Regions from separate parts of the Mus musculus genome. Here regions 1 and 3 are each linked to region 2. The links are chromatin contacts, called in public HiChIP or PLAC-seq maps. All regions are on one chromosome and are shown on one strand. Each heading gives the region's core, a stretch centred on a gene start, on an enhancer-like site or on the middle of the called end of the contact. The rest is flanking DNA. Distances are from core to core; before and after follow the strand shown.

What was found. HiChIP or PLAC-seq counts read pairs in DNA pulled down with a chosen protein or histone mark.
Region 1: an H3K4me3 HiChIP or PLAC-seq map of intestinal villus epithelium shows a contact between it and region 2, with 7 times the contacts expected there. The contact joins the enhancer-like site here to the promoter of Marveld2 in region 2. A contact is called at or near these places in 12 of 39 promoter capture datasets (3T3-L1-derived adipocytes, the C10 cell line, the HPC-7 cell line and 8 more), 9 of 484 Hi-C or Micro-C datasets (B cells, the HPC-5 cell line, the HPC-7 cell line and 6 more), 9 of 115 datasets of contacts at active chromatin or transcription factors (differentiating embryonic stem cells, embryonic stem cells, extraembryonic endoderm stem cells and 4 more) and 3 of 9 other capture datasets (adipose tissue, liver and pancreatic islet).
Region 3: a contact with region 2 is called in an H3K4me3 HiChIP or PLAC-seq map of embryonic stem cells, with 51 read pairs. The contact joins the promoter of Ocln here to the promoter of Marveld2 in region 2. A contact is called at or near these places in 19 of 39 promoter capture datasets (the 3T3-L1 cell line, 3T3-L1-derived adipocytes, the HPC-7 cell line and 12 more), 1 of 15 datasets of contacts at CTCF or cohesin (embryonic stem cells), 8 of 484 Hi-C or Micro-C datasets (the STO cell line, embryonic stem cells and liver), 9 of 115 datasets of contacts at active chromatin or transcription factors (embryonic stem cells, epiblast stem cells, intestinal villus epithelium and 2 more) and 3 of 9 other capture datasets (adipose tissue, embryonic stem cells and pancreatic islet).

Annotation. Positions count from the first base shown.
Region 1 is chr13:100,514,256-100,518,319 of GRCm38.p6, reverse strand. It overlaps Ocln (occludin), which reads left to right. Exons shown (of 9, transcript NM_001360536.1): 5 at 3,145-3,293. Among named protein-coding and RNA genes, the nearest start is that of Gtf2h2, 24 kb to the right of the region's middle. Within about 2 kb of position 1,464, at least 89 of the 459 cell types and tissues checked have an H3K27ac peak or open chromatin away from gene starts, as enhancers often do. A contact at or near this core is called in colon epithelium, intestinal villus epithelium and trophoblast stem cells, where this site is marked.
Region 2 is chr13:100,615,197-100,619,653 of GRCm38.p6, reverse strand. It overlaps Marveld2 (MARVEL (membrane-associating) domain containing 2), which reads left to right and starts at 2,683. Exons shown (of 7, transcript NM_001038602.4): 1 at 2,683-2,728. It overlaps Rad17 (RAD17 checkpoint clamp loader component), which reads left to right. Exons shown (of 17, transcript NM_001044371.2): 16 at 503-560; 17 at 1,722-2,490. The coding sequence ends at 2,010.
Region 3 is chr13:100,550,451-100,554,424 of GRCm38.p6, reverse strand. Ocln (occludin) reads left to right here and starts at 1,707. Exons shown (of 9, transcript NM_001360536.1): 1 at 1,707-1,861.

The DNA.
Region 1 (4,064 bases), core at 215-2,714, 100 kb after region 2:
CTCTCTGTGCTGGGCTATTTCTCTGCTTTCCTTCCTCCAAGCAGGCGAAGGCCCTTCTGGTGAGGAATTCTCAGCATCACTAGTGATTAAATTTTGTCACTCGCTGCTCTTCTGAGGTTAGACACGTAGAGGTTTTATGATGTATCTCCGAGTGTGGTGAGTGTGAGGAGAGTGATCTTTGTTTCAGGGACACGTGATGTACCACAGTGCACACCTCCAGAAGCTGGGGTGGACTTGGAAGGGAACAGCTAGTTGAGAGGGGCACAAGGCTCAGCTTCCACACCACTATGTCTTCTTCTATTTTACTTTGAGCAGATTAATTTCCTCATATGAAAATGCTATCTCCCTGGGTGGGGCTAAAATAACCACACTTAGACTGCTAGGCACGTGATCAGGCACTCATCAGGCGACATTTCTTTTCCTTCATAGTGGTGGGTGACTTCTGTCACATTGCTCGACTGGCTGGCTGCGAGTGTAGCCTGACTGTGCGCATGTGAACTTGTAAAGAAGGCAGAGCAGAGAGGAAGTGAAGAATGCTGTCATCAAAGCTTTTTTTGTTTTGTTTTTGTTGGTTTTTTTGAGACAGGGTCTCTCTGTGTAGCCCTGGCTGTCCTGGAACTTGCTCTGTAGACCAGGCTGGTCTCAGACTCAAGAGATCCTCCTGCCTCTGTGCCCTGCTCCAGCTTTTTTTTTGTAAATTGGAACGTGGACCTTAGTATCCATGTATCCTGTGCATCCCCCAAATTAACTATTTTATGCTTTAAACTAGTTTGTGTAAGATACATTTTTGAGATAAACTTTTGAATTTAATCTCAAGAGTGAGTCTGTGGCATTTCTTGGTTGGCCGGACTCCACCGTGTGGCTTTCCATTGCCCTTTTCTATCAATTCTTTTCCGTGCTGGAAGACCTGGGGTAGAGACTTGGTCAGGGCTTACCAGAGGCTGCGCTGAGTGGCGAGTCCAGCACTTGGCTTGGGAATGACGGCTGCTGAGCTTTTCTTCTCCCAAGACAGATTTTAATTTGTGTTTCGCTTTATATTCTTTTGCTCTAGTTTCACAGGAAATCTTTTTACAGCAAGCTCTGGGCCTCTTTTTATTATATTTATTTATTTGTGTATATGTGCGTTGGAAGGTGCACCGTGGGACTTAGCTTTCTCCTTCTACCACGTAGGTCCCAGAGATTGAGCTCAGGTTTGTGAGGGTTCCTTTGCCAGCTGAGCCACCCTGAAGGCCAAGCTCTGGGCTTCTGACTTATGCAGACACTGTCCTGGTTTTGATTAGCAAGGCCTCCCGCGTGACCATTTTTATTAGGTCTAGGTCCTTGGGAAGGTTATCCAATATCCTGAGCCACAGCTTCCTCGTTTCTGAGAGAGGTGTCATGGCTATAAGATTGTGCCATGCTCTGTCAGATGAGCATTGTTAGCAGCCCAGTCCCTTGTCTCGATAAGTGAGCGAGCCATTGCTATGAGTCAGTGAGTGGTTGCTCTGGCTGGAGGATTGTAGGGATAGATGCGGGGAGATAAGAGAGGCTTGTACCTCATCCTGCAGGGACTTGAGTGAAAGGCCTCTAGGAGGTGGTTGCACTTGAGCTAAGATTTGGAGTTCAGTGAGGGATTAGCAGACAAAGAAAGGGGGAAGGGCATTCCAGGCTGTAAGGAGCCAGAAGGACTAGGGCTCTGGTAAAGTTCCTGTTGGAGGGGAAAGGAGGGGGAGTAGATCCAGGAGAAAAGTAAAACAGGCTTTCAAGAAAAGGAAGCCTTTTAAAGTTCTGATGAGATCTCTAGAATAAGAACAGGCCTTTGGCTTGGCAACCGTTTTGGCTGAGAGGGTGTTTGTTGTGTTCAGTTGTAAGGAATTCTGTGGGAGCCAAGAATGGTTCCCACCCGGGCCCCCTGAGGTGGAATCTGAGTACACTCCCTGGAAACCCACCTGCTGGCTTGGCAGTGACCCCGAATTCCACTTTCAGAGAAATGATCCCGTCTCTCTCTAAGCCTGAATATGAAACAATCAAAAACACCACATGCTCCCATAGCAGAGAACGTAAGATGTAAGGCTCACGTATAGTAAGAACATACAATGTATAGATGTAAGGACACACCATGTATAGATGCAGATAATAATTGCAAGAGTATAAAATAGCAGAATCATCCAGTTTCAAGCTTGCAAATTTTGTGGCAGAAAAAAAAAAGCTCAATTGGATCCAAAGGATTGACTTGTATCCAGTATAGTAGGAGTTTGTTTTTTGCTCTTTTGTTTTTTTAAAACTATGTTCAGAAGGCGTGGTAGATAGGATACTTCATGTCCTTTAATCCTACAGATATTCTTATGAAGTAATTGCCCTCAATTTATGCAGACGGGAACACTGAGACCCAAAAAGATTGATGCCATTATTCTTTTTAAAGATTAACTTGTGTGTGTGTGTGTGTGTGTGTGTGTGTACACATGCATGCAAATGCCCACAGACAATGGGAGATTCTGCTCGATCCTTTAGAGGTGCTGTTAAAGGTGGCTGTGAGTTGCTTGACAGGGGTATTGGGCGCGGCACTTGGTTCCCTCAGCCAATCAGGCAGTGAGCTCAGGCTTCTCACGTGGAAGGGGTGAGTGTAAGAAAGTTACTGTAGCTAATTACTTCACGTTATTCTATAATCTGAGCTAAATATTATATAGTTTATATGTGATAACTCCCCTCCCACTTCTGAATGAAAACAAAGAAGAAAGGAAAAGACATGATTGTTCCTAGGTGAGGTGGAGGAGAAAGTTTGTGATAGAGATATTGGAGATCGTAGCCAGTGGCAGACACATCTGGAGTCGTCATGACCCTAAACCATGTCCTGAGAGAAGAAGGGGAAGGGAGAGAGGGAAGCCAAGTAGAGCACCCAGGAGGCCAAAGGTACAAAAGGAGAAACAGGTAACCCTAATGTCTGGATGACATAGGGAAGGGCCTCTGTGGCTGCAGAGTTCAGGGAAGAGGGTGGGGTATGCAGACCATACCCTGTAACAGGTAGGGACTGAGGGATTCTGGGAGAACCTGGAGGCCAGGCTCACTTCTTCTCCCAGGTTTGCAACATAACATTTACCCCTTTCAGTTCTGAGTGAGAAATGACAATGTCTCCTGGGTTGATTTTTTCTTTTTTCTTTTTTAAAGGTTAAAAATGTGTCTGCAGGCACACAGGACATGCCTCCACCCCCATCTGACTATGCGGAAAGAGTTGACAGTCCAATGGCCTACTCCTCCAATGGCAAAGTGAATGGCAAGCGATCATACCCAGAGTCTTTCTATAAGTCAACACCTCTGTAAGTAGCACTTTAATTTGATAACATTTGTCTAAATATGAGTATTGGCCTATTGTTTTGTGCTATCCTCCCTTTTCCTTGTTAGTCAGAAGGCTGAGAAGTGGCAGTGCCATTGTCCTTTCAGATTTAATCTTTTCAGAAGTCCAAAGGCTTTTTCTCTATTTTTTTTTAAAGGATTATTTATCTTATGTATGTGTGTACCCTATAGCTGTCCTTAGACACACCAGAAGAGGGCATCGGATCCCTTTACAGATGGTTGTGAGCCACCATGTGGTTGCTGGGAATTGAACTCAGGATCTCTGGAAGAGCAGTCAGTGCTCTTAACCATTGAGCCATCTCTCCAGTTCCCAAAGTGTCTGAAACCGAAAATCTGTTTAAAAATTCTGTCTTGCAACTGTGGACTCCTGTAAAATAAATAATAAGTTAAATATTTACTTAACTTCAAGAAGGAAATACCAGGGCATAATCATTCTGATCAAAGCAAAATCTAATATCTGGGATTCACTCATGATTTTCTGGGCTCCTCAAAGGGCTTGAGTCACTTCTCCAGCTCTGGCTTCTGCAGTACACAGAGCTTGTCTTAAGCTCAGGCAGAATCCACTCATAGGCTCTCTTCATGGTGCCAAGCTTCAACTTCTCTGCATGACCCCTTCAATCTCTGGCCTTTAACTGGCACCGAGACTGTACCTTCACCAATGACACCTCCTGGCCTCTCACGGTGCCAAGCCTCAGCTGCTCTCCATGACCCCTTCATGCCTTCAAAACCAGTAT
Region 2 (4,457 bases), core at 1,434-3,933:
AATAGTTGGTCTAGCTATTCTATAAGGTATACACACATGAAAATGTCATGTACACCATAAATATATAGTTTAAATTTGTCAACTAAAAATACAATTTATTTATTTATTTATTTTATTTTATTAATTTTTTTTTGGTTTTTTGAGATAGGGTTTCTCTGTGTAGCCCTGGCTGTCCTGGAACTCACTTTGTAGATCGGGCTGGCCTCGAACTCAGAAATCCGCCTGCCTCTGCCTCCTAAGTGCTGGAATTAAAGGCATGCACCACCACTGCCCAGCTAAAAATACATTTTTAAATGATGGCATTTAAAACTTTGTTAAGGGCTGGAGAGATGGCTCAGCGGTTAAAAGCACTGACTGCTCTTCTGAAGGTCTTGAGTCCAATTCCCAGCAACCACATGGTGGCTCACAACCATCTGTAATGAGATCTGATGTCCTCTTCTGGGGTTCTGAAGACAGCTACAGTGTACTTACATATAATAAGTAAATCTTAAAATCTTTTCAGCTCAGATTTCTTTTATCCAAGATGTTGGAAGACTTCCTTTGAAGCGAAGCTTTGGAAGGTAAGCTGATGACCTTGTCTACTGAGTATGATTAGCTTACAGTCAGTCAACACTTCAACACTGCTCACGAAGTATGAAACAGCTGGGCACAGATCTTTCTTTCTAACACTCAGAAGGTGTAGGTAGGTGGACTCTATGAGCTCAGGCCAGCCTGTCTTACAGGATAGACACAGCTATGTAGATAGACCCTGACTTAAGAAGTAATCAGTCAGTTAATTAAAAAATAAATTAAAAGGAACTAGGACTGAAGAGATGGTTCACTGGTTGAGTACTGACCAGAGAACCTGAGTTTGGTTCCTAGCACCCTTGCTTAGCAGTTATAACTGCCTTATAACTCAAGCTAGGCTGTCTAACTATAGACATAAAAAACAAAACAAAACCCTAAAGTACCCTTTTCTAGTTTAGAAGTAACAATAAAAAATAAAAATAATACAAAAAAGAATAGATTTGTTTTGAGACAAGGTCTCACTATGTAGTGGAGTCTAGACTCAAACTTCTCTTATCATAGCCTCCCAAGTGTATTATATTATAGGCCATACCACACAGCTGGACGAAGTTCATTGGTTTAGTTCCTTTTTGGAGACAGAGACCCTTTATGCAGTTTTGGCTGCTTAAACTCAGAGGTCCAGTGCCTGCCTTTGCCTCCTGAGTGTGGGATTAAAGGTGTGAGCACCATGCCCAGCTTTAGTTTCTATTTTAAAATTTCATATTTAGTTGGACAGTCAAGTCGACCCATTTGTGTTTCCTGAGATTTCTGTCTTATGCTCATTTTTTTTTCCTGATTTAAAAAATCTTTTTACTGGCTTAGGTGTAGATGAGTTGGAAAGTGTTTGTTTAGCATGCCCAAGGCTCTGGGTTCTATCCTCAGGACTACTAATATTATTTTTTTATTAGGTATTTTCTTCATTTACATTTCCAATGCTATCCCAAAAGCCCCCCCCATACCCTCTCCCCTTATGCTCATTTTTAATGTATACATATAAATATTAGTCTATAGGAACTCTGCTGAAGACAGTAACACTTTTGATAGCAGAAAGGACTTATTCACAGTTGGTCATTTGCCTTGTATTTTTTGTGTGTGAGTGGAAAGACCACTTAGTTCATAATTTCAAGGAGTTTTCTGTTTGGTTCCCACTGATGTCTTCGCTGTGACTCTGACAGGTTGAAAATGGAAGCCCTGACTGACCGAGAGCTGGGGCTGATAGACCCTGACAGTGGGGATGAGTCCCCGCACAGCGGAGGGCAGCCGGCTCAGGAAGCTCCCGGTGAACCCGCGCAGGCTGCTCAGAATGCCGACCCAGAGACCTGGTCCCTTCCGCTGAGTCAGAACAGCGGGAGCGATCTGCCTGCCAGCCAGCCTCAGCCCTTTTCCTCCAAAGTGGACATGGAAGAAGAGGAGGAGGAAGAGGAAGACATAATAATAGAGGACTATGACAGCGAGGAGACATAGAGAACAGCCTGCCAATCAGGTTGCTCCTTGAGAGATAAATTTTAGTCTATTCAGTGGTACTTGAACACGTCTCTGAAGGACAAGCAATTTGTTAATTGCTCAGTTCCTTATCGTATTCGTCACAGCAACTGACGACTGTCATCTTGAAGTAAAGCAGGTCTCAAGTACTCAGTGCTTAGTATTTATTTAGTCTTGTGAATGGTTTGAGGAGAAGTCACGGTGTGAAGTGTATGAATGTTGTACTAAATATCAAAATGTGAAGGAGTAATCCAGAATATACGGACTTTATGGGGTGTTGGAAATTTGATTTATAAAACAGTTTAGGATGCAATTATGAGTATAAATAAACCTTGTGCCTTACTTACAGTTTGCATCTAGCTTTTCGGATACCATTTTTGGTATGTTGTACAGTGGAATATTTTAGATACTTCTGGAAAGTATTTACATAATTTATATCAAAATTAAAAACGTTGGATTTCATCTTGTTCTTCTTATCCTTTAACATTACCTACCGCGCACTGTCTGCCTTGGGTCCAGGCAAGGCAAGTAGAGCAAATGTTCTAAAATGGGAAGGAGCTGGTAGCACCTATGCTATGCCTGCTTCCTGGCCTCAGCTAGGTGGCCAGGCGGGCGGGGCACTGCGGCTCGGCCACGCCCCGGGAGCTCGGTCCCAGTTTCGGTGCCCGCGGCAGAGCGTGCTGTTCCGGCGGCCGCGCAGGTGAGTGGGGCCGCGATGCGGCGACGGGACGCCGAGCCCGCGGGGTGGGCCTTTCGCCCTGGGCACACATCCCCGGAGCCGCCTCCCTCCCGCGGCCAGGCTGAAGCGGGAGCACGCGGGCGCGCCGGGCTCCGGGGGCGGCGTGGGCGGGTTTCGCTGCAGCGACAGGTGCGGCCGGCTGGACCGCCGCCGTCCTTCCGGGCGCCTGGTGGCGCCGCCCTCGCCACTTTCCCGGCTGGCCTGACCGAGACAACGGCCACCTTGGGGCGGAAGCCAGAGTGGATTTTCCAGAGAAGAAAGCGAAGGCGGGACACGCACCGGGTGGGTATAGTCGCGGTGCCGGGAGGCTAGATGGGGGACCCTGGCGGGATTGCTGGGTATCTGTCGGTCCGCTCGCGGCTGCAGCTCCGCTGCTCCCCCACCCCAAACCCCCAAGTATCTGTGGCGGTAGTCCACTTTCTGGAGGCAGCAAAACTTTAGAGGCAACTGAAGGGGCGATTGTGCGTGTGTGAAGGTGACCAGGCTCGATCCCCGTGACGCTCAGTGAACCATTTTTCTGGCCACAGCTGTGGCATTCCTAACTCCCTGGCTCCAAGCAAACAAAAGACCTGCGACCGAGCTAGGTGGAGCCCAGGGGGCTCAAGGACAACCTGTAAGGTTTTATCTGTATATTTAAGATGTGGTCAAATACCGCTGAAGATTCCTTGCTAGGTAGCACAGTTTGCTCTTCTACTAGTCTACACATTTTTGTGTTTTATTTAAATGATAAAGTGATGTAACTCAAACGAGCGGTTTTCCACAGGTGAAGATGAGTTGAATCCGTTACAGTGAGTCATACTTTTAGGAGTTAAATTAACCAGCGGGATGCCGCCGTGCAAACTATATACACCCTAAAGACCTCAAATCTCCTTCCGTTTATTTGTTGTGTTTTTGCTTCTACATTCTTAGGCATGTGTTAGATGTAAACGTTGTCTTTTTTAAAGAGCAAAGAGATAAAGACAAAAGGGCAAAGATAATTGCTGTTGTGCCGGCAGGTTTTATGTCAACTTGACACAAGTTACAGTCCTCTTAGAAGACCGAACCTCAGTTGAGAAAATTGCCCCCACTGAGTTGACCTGTGTGCGGGCAAACCTGTGGTCCATTTACTTGATTGGTGATTTACATCCGAGGGCCCAGGTCTCTATGAATGGTGCTGCCGCTGGTCCTGGATAATAAGAAAACAAACTTAGCAAGCCAAGAGGAGAAACCAGTAAGCAGCACTCCTCCATGGCCTCTGCATTAGCCCCTGCCTCCCGGTTCCTGCCCTGAGTTCTCTCAGTATCGCAGTGTGGCTTGAGTATTGTAAGTGAAAGTAAACCATTTCTCCCTAAGTTATGTGTTAATGGTGTTTTATCACAGCAGTAAAACCCTAAGACAGTTGTCATCTGGAAAGCTTCTGGTTTGCCTTGCACACCTTTCTGGGTGATCGTAGTTAATCCTCCAGACTTGGGGTGTCTAATTAGAGGACCCTGAAATTTCTTCCTGGACTCTTTCCTCTGTGTTCCATCTATTACAATGGTCCAACCTGTAGGGCATGACCCTCTCACAGGGATCCCCTGAGACCATTGGAAAACAGATATTTACATTATAGTTCGTAATGGTAGCAAAATTACAGTTATGAAGTAACAACAAAATAATTTTGTGGTGGTGGTGGGGGGGGTCACCACAACATGAGGAACTGTATTAAAGG
Region 3 (3,974 bases), core at 458-2,957, 64 kb after region 2:
GAACATGGTAACAATGGTTATACAACCTTGCAACTGCAAAAAAAAATATTAAGCACACACTATATTTTAAATAACAATTTTTATCTTAAGTGTACAGGTAATTTGCTTGTATGTATTGTCTATGTACTACTTGTGTGCCTACTGCACAAGGAGGCTAGAAGGTGTCATACCCTCCAGAACTGGAGTTACGACGGTTTATTAGCTACCGTGTGGTGCTGGGAATTGAACAACTAGAGGAGAAGCCCGTAGAAGAGTAGCTACTGTGTCTAACCACTGAGCCGTCTCTCCAGGCCCCAGGAATACACTTGGCAAGGTATATGAACTAAGGATGAAATCCTAAGGCTTCAAACATGGCAGGGAGGTGTTCTGGGGACAAGATGCATCCCCAGTCAATTTATATTTATTTTTAAATAGGAAAAACACCACTATCACCACCACCACCACCTCCAAACCTATGAGATCCTCTTCAAAACAGAGCGAAATACTCAATAAGATAATAGTCAGGTGTTTACAAAAATGTTTCCTTGTGTAATTATAATCCGAGTTGGAACGTTTGGAAATATTAGCAATCCGGCAGCTAACATTAAGAGGATTAACCTGGCTTCCTTGGGGTGAATATCAATTTAATCTACATCAATCAAAAACTACAGTCACATTGAAATAATTATAGCGATGACTTCATGAAAGATTACTAATTAGATTAAGAATCTATTAAGGCTGTCATCATTTAAATTTTTACTTCCGGAAGTACTGAATTGTGCTTTAAGATTTAATGCAAAGGAGAACCACACCTGTAGCTACTTAAAGGCAGAAAGGAGCATGGGATTGGACTAAGATGTATTAGCAATGCAGACATTCAGGACTGGAACACAAAAGGAAGCAGGGCTTGCGAAATTTAACTATCTTCGGTGCAGATAGTTAACTAACAAGAACTAAAATCTCTATATCGTAGAGTAAAATGAATATGAAATACAACAAAATCGCACACACACGCACAAGTCTGTAACAACAGAGTTATAGACAGAGTAAAAAAATACAACCCTTAGCAACCAGATTGGTTTTGCTTGTTTTGTTTTGAGCCAAGAAAGAATACCGAAACGGCTTTAAATCCCTTTAGAGTAGCCTCAATCACACCGTAGTTACGTTTCGTGCATGCGTGGACAAGGACCCTGTGGCCTGGGGATTCCGTGTGACTCACACAGCTACAGTAATCTCTCTTCATTTTAACCACTCCAGACCAGAGGGTAGTCTTTTTCCGAATCCTCTGAATCGGAAGGTGCTAGTAATAAGCACTTCTGAAAAAAGTCCACTCTTTCGCTGGACCAAGCATCGGGTACTGTTTTCCACCAGACATTTAATCAAACCTGGCAGCAGAACACAGTAGGAAGAGAACTCAGACCTTCTCATCAGCCTCCAGGCGCCCTTGGACCCTCTCTGAGTAGCAGCACAACAGCTCCCTCCTGACCTCTGACTCTCCTCCCGGAACCAACACCCCACAGGGGCCCTGAAGCAGGCGTATCTCCGAGCACACCCAAAATGGTCTAGGATCACCCCATTGCCTCCACGATCTTGAGACCCTTCTCTCCGCACGCCCCCGCCCCTCTCCAGGCAACGTCGGTGCTGTTCCTTTAACTCGGCTTGCTCTGGGTGGTGAGCCCTGCCCGGTCCTCCCGCCTCCTTCTCCGTCGCTCCCTCCCCCTCCCATCGGAGTTTCAGGTGAATGGGTCACCGAGGGAGGAGGCTGGCCACGCCACACCTCGTCGCTAGTGCCCACCTCCCGGCCCCTCTTTCCTTAGGCGACAGCGGTGGAGTTGCGGGAGAGCGGTCCAGCGCACGGAGCAACCGGCTAGGGGCTCGGCAGGTGGGTCCCAGCGCACAGCCCCGGGCGGGTTCGGCCAGAAATTGGTGCGCATGCCCGGGGGTAGGGGGTGGGGGAAGCGGAGGACGGTCCTCCTGGCTCAGTTGAACTGTGGATTGGCAGCGCGGGCGGCGGCAGGTGCACCGGCCAGGTGAGCACCTTGGGATTCCGGCCGCCAAGGTGGGTGCGAGGCAGGTGCGGTGCCCGGGGTCCCCCAGGGTGACGCGCCGGGGCTGGGAGGCGAGGCGCGGGGAGGGCACGCGGAGCCAGTTTCGGTGGCAGTTTCGCCCTGGACTCGGCTCTCACGGAAACCAGAGAAGCGCGTGTGCCTGAGCGCAGCGCGGGAGGATCTGGGGGGCTCCCTTTCTCTCTCGGAGTCGCGGGCGAAACCTTGTCCACCAGAAATGCCCGAGCTACTTTCTACTTTTGCCGAGGCGGGAGCGTCGGGGGCGGATCCAGCGCTCAACTGGGCGCTGGAGATCTGTGGGTTACTCGGGGTCTCTAGTTAGGGCTGGTGCTGGGCGACGCAGGGCGATAAAGATCCCTGTGGCCCTTCTGGTTTCCGCTCTTTTGGGTAATTCATCCCAGGAGGGAGGCCGGGGGTCCTCTGCAGCGTCCCCAGAGTCGTGGAGTGTATTATTCTGGCTGTTTGGAACAGGGGGCGGTGCGTGCGTCCTTGTTGATTTCAGCTTTTGGTGTTCTTTTCGAGTGAGGCTGGATTTCGAGGGAAGCTGCTCACGCGGTGGATTCTCATCCGTGACCGCGGGCCGGGGACCTGCCCCGGGGCAGGGCCTGCTCTGCTGCCCTGCTCTGGCCTGGCGGCTCCCGAGCGCAAAGCTGCGGTGGGGCGCACGGTCTCGGGGACCCGCAGCCTGTATAGGCGGTCCACTTTGCAGACCTCCTGGGCAAAGTCGGCCCCGCGAGTCTAGCGGCGAGTGGCCTTGCATCAGAGGAAGTATGCGGGGACAAATGGGTGGGGACCAAAATGGCCTCTGCATCTTGGCGCTGGAACAACTCTGAGCCCCTTTCGACCCAGGTGGAGTAACCGGGGTTCCAGCGGGAGCGGAGGTATCCTCGGGCCTGCCCGGGGCTCACCGGGCAAACTGCCACTAGGGGAATTACCTGGGGCGGGGAGAAGGCAGCTTTCCAGGCAGGTTAGCAATGCGTGGCTTTCATATACAACAGGTGTGTTGTTGGGATCACCGGAAAAGAGGAATGCCTCTCAGTAATGCGCTTTCTGGTGACGCTTTCAGTGGTTCGTGCGTTGTTCAACTACATATCCCTGAGTATAACTGTAGTTCCTTTGCGCCGTATGTATAAATCTTAAATTTCCACTGTTGGTGGTTTTCTTTTCTTTTTTCGTTTGGATTTATCTTAGTTGTTAGTGCTTTCTTTGTTAGGCAATGGAATGGCGAGGTTGGCCAGATAGACTTAAGTAGGGAGTGGGCACAGTCCACATTCCAGCAGCTTCCAGGCAACTTAGAAAGTATGAGCATCTTTGTGAAAGGTAAATCCTACCAGAACTCTATTTTAAAGGTTGGGGAAGGGGGGGGGGTAGGCTAAGGTTGGAATCTCAGCAAAGCTTCAAAAATCTACAGAAGGCAGGATACAGAAAACTTAAGCAAACTCACAAGGAGTAGTTAACTGTAGAGAATTTCAGAGAAAATAACTACTATAGCGAGCCGAGGCAATTATCAAACCAGCCCATTGTACCACTTCCACCTTTAAAATAGAAATGACTAAGTATCATTTACACATTGAACAGTTTTACACATTGGGGAATACAATTTAGGGCTCAGCTCTAAGGACCTTAAAGCTGAGCTGTGTACTCCCAACCCCCAAGCAAACTTGTATTTTTGTTTTTTAGTCTTTCTTGGCTATTGAATTTTGGAGCACCTTGGCTTTGTTTATTTGTTTTCTTTTGTTTTTGTTTTATTCCCTGAGGTACTTGTGTCTTGTAGTTTGGGACAGGGTCGTTTATTCTGCTTTTCTAAGAAGTTAGAAGGAATGCCTCTGCTGTTGACTTTCCTCCTCCTATCTGGGAATGTAGCAAGCACAGACTTTGGCTGACCTCAATTTGATACATTTACTATTCATTTGTGTAGTTTAAGATCTC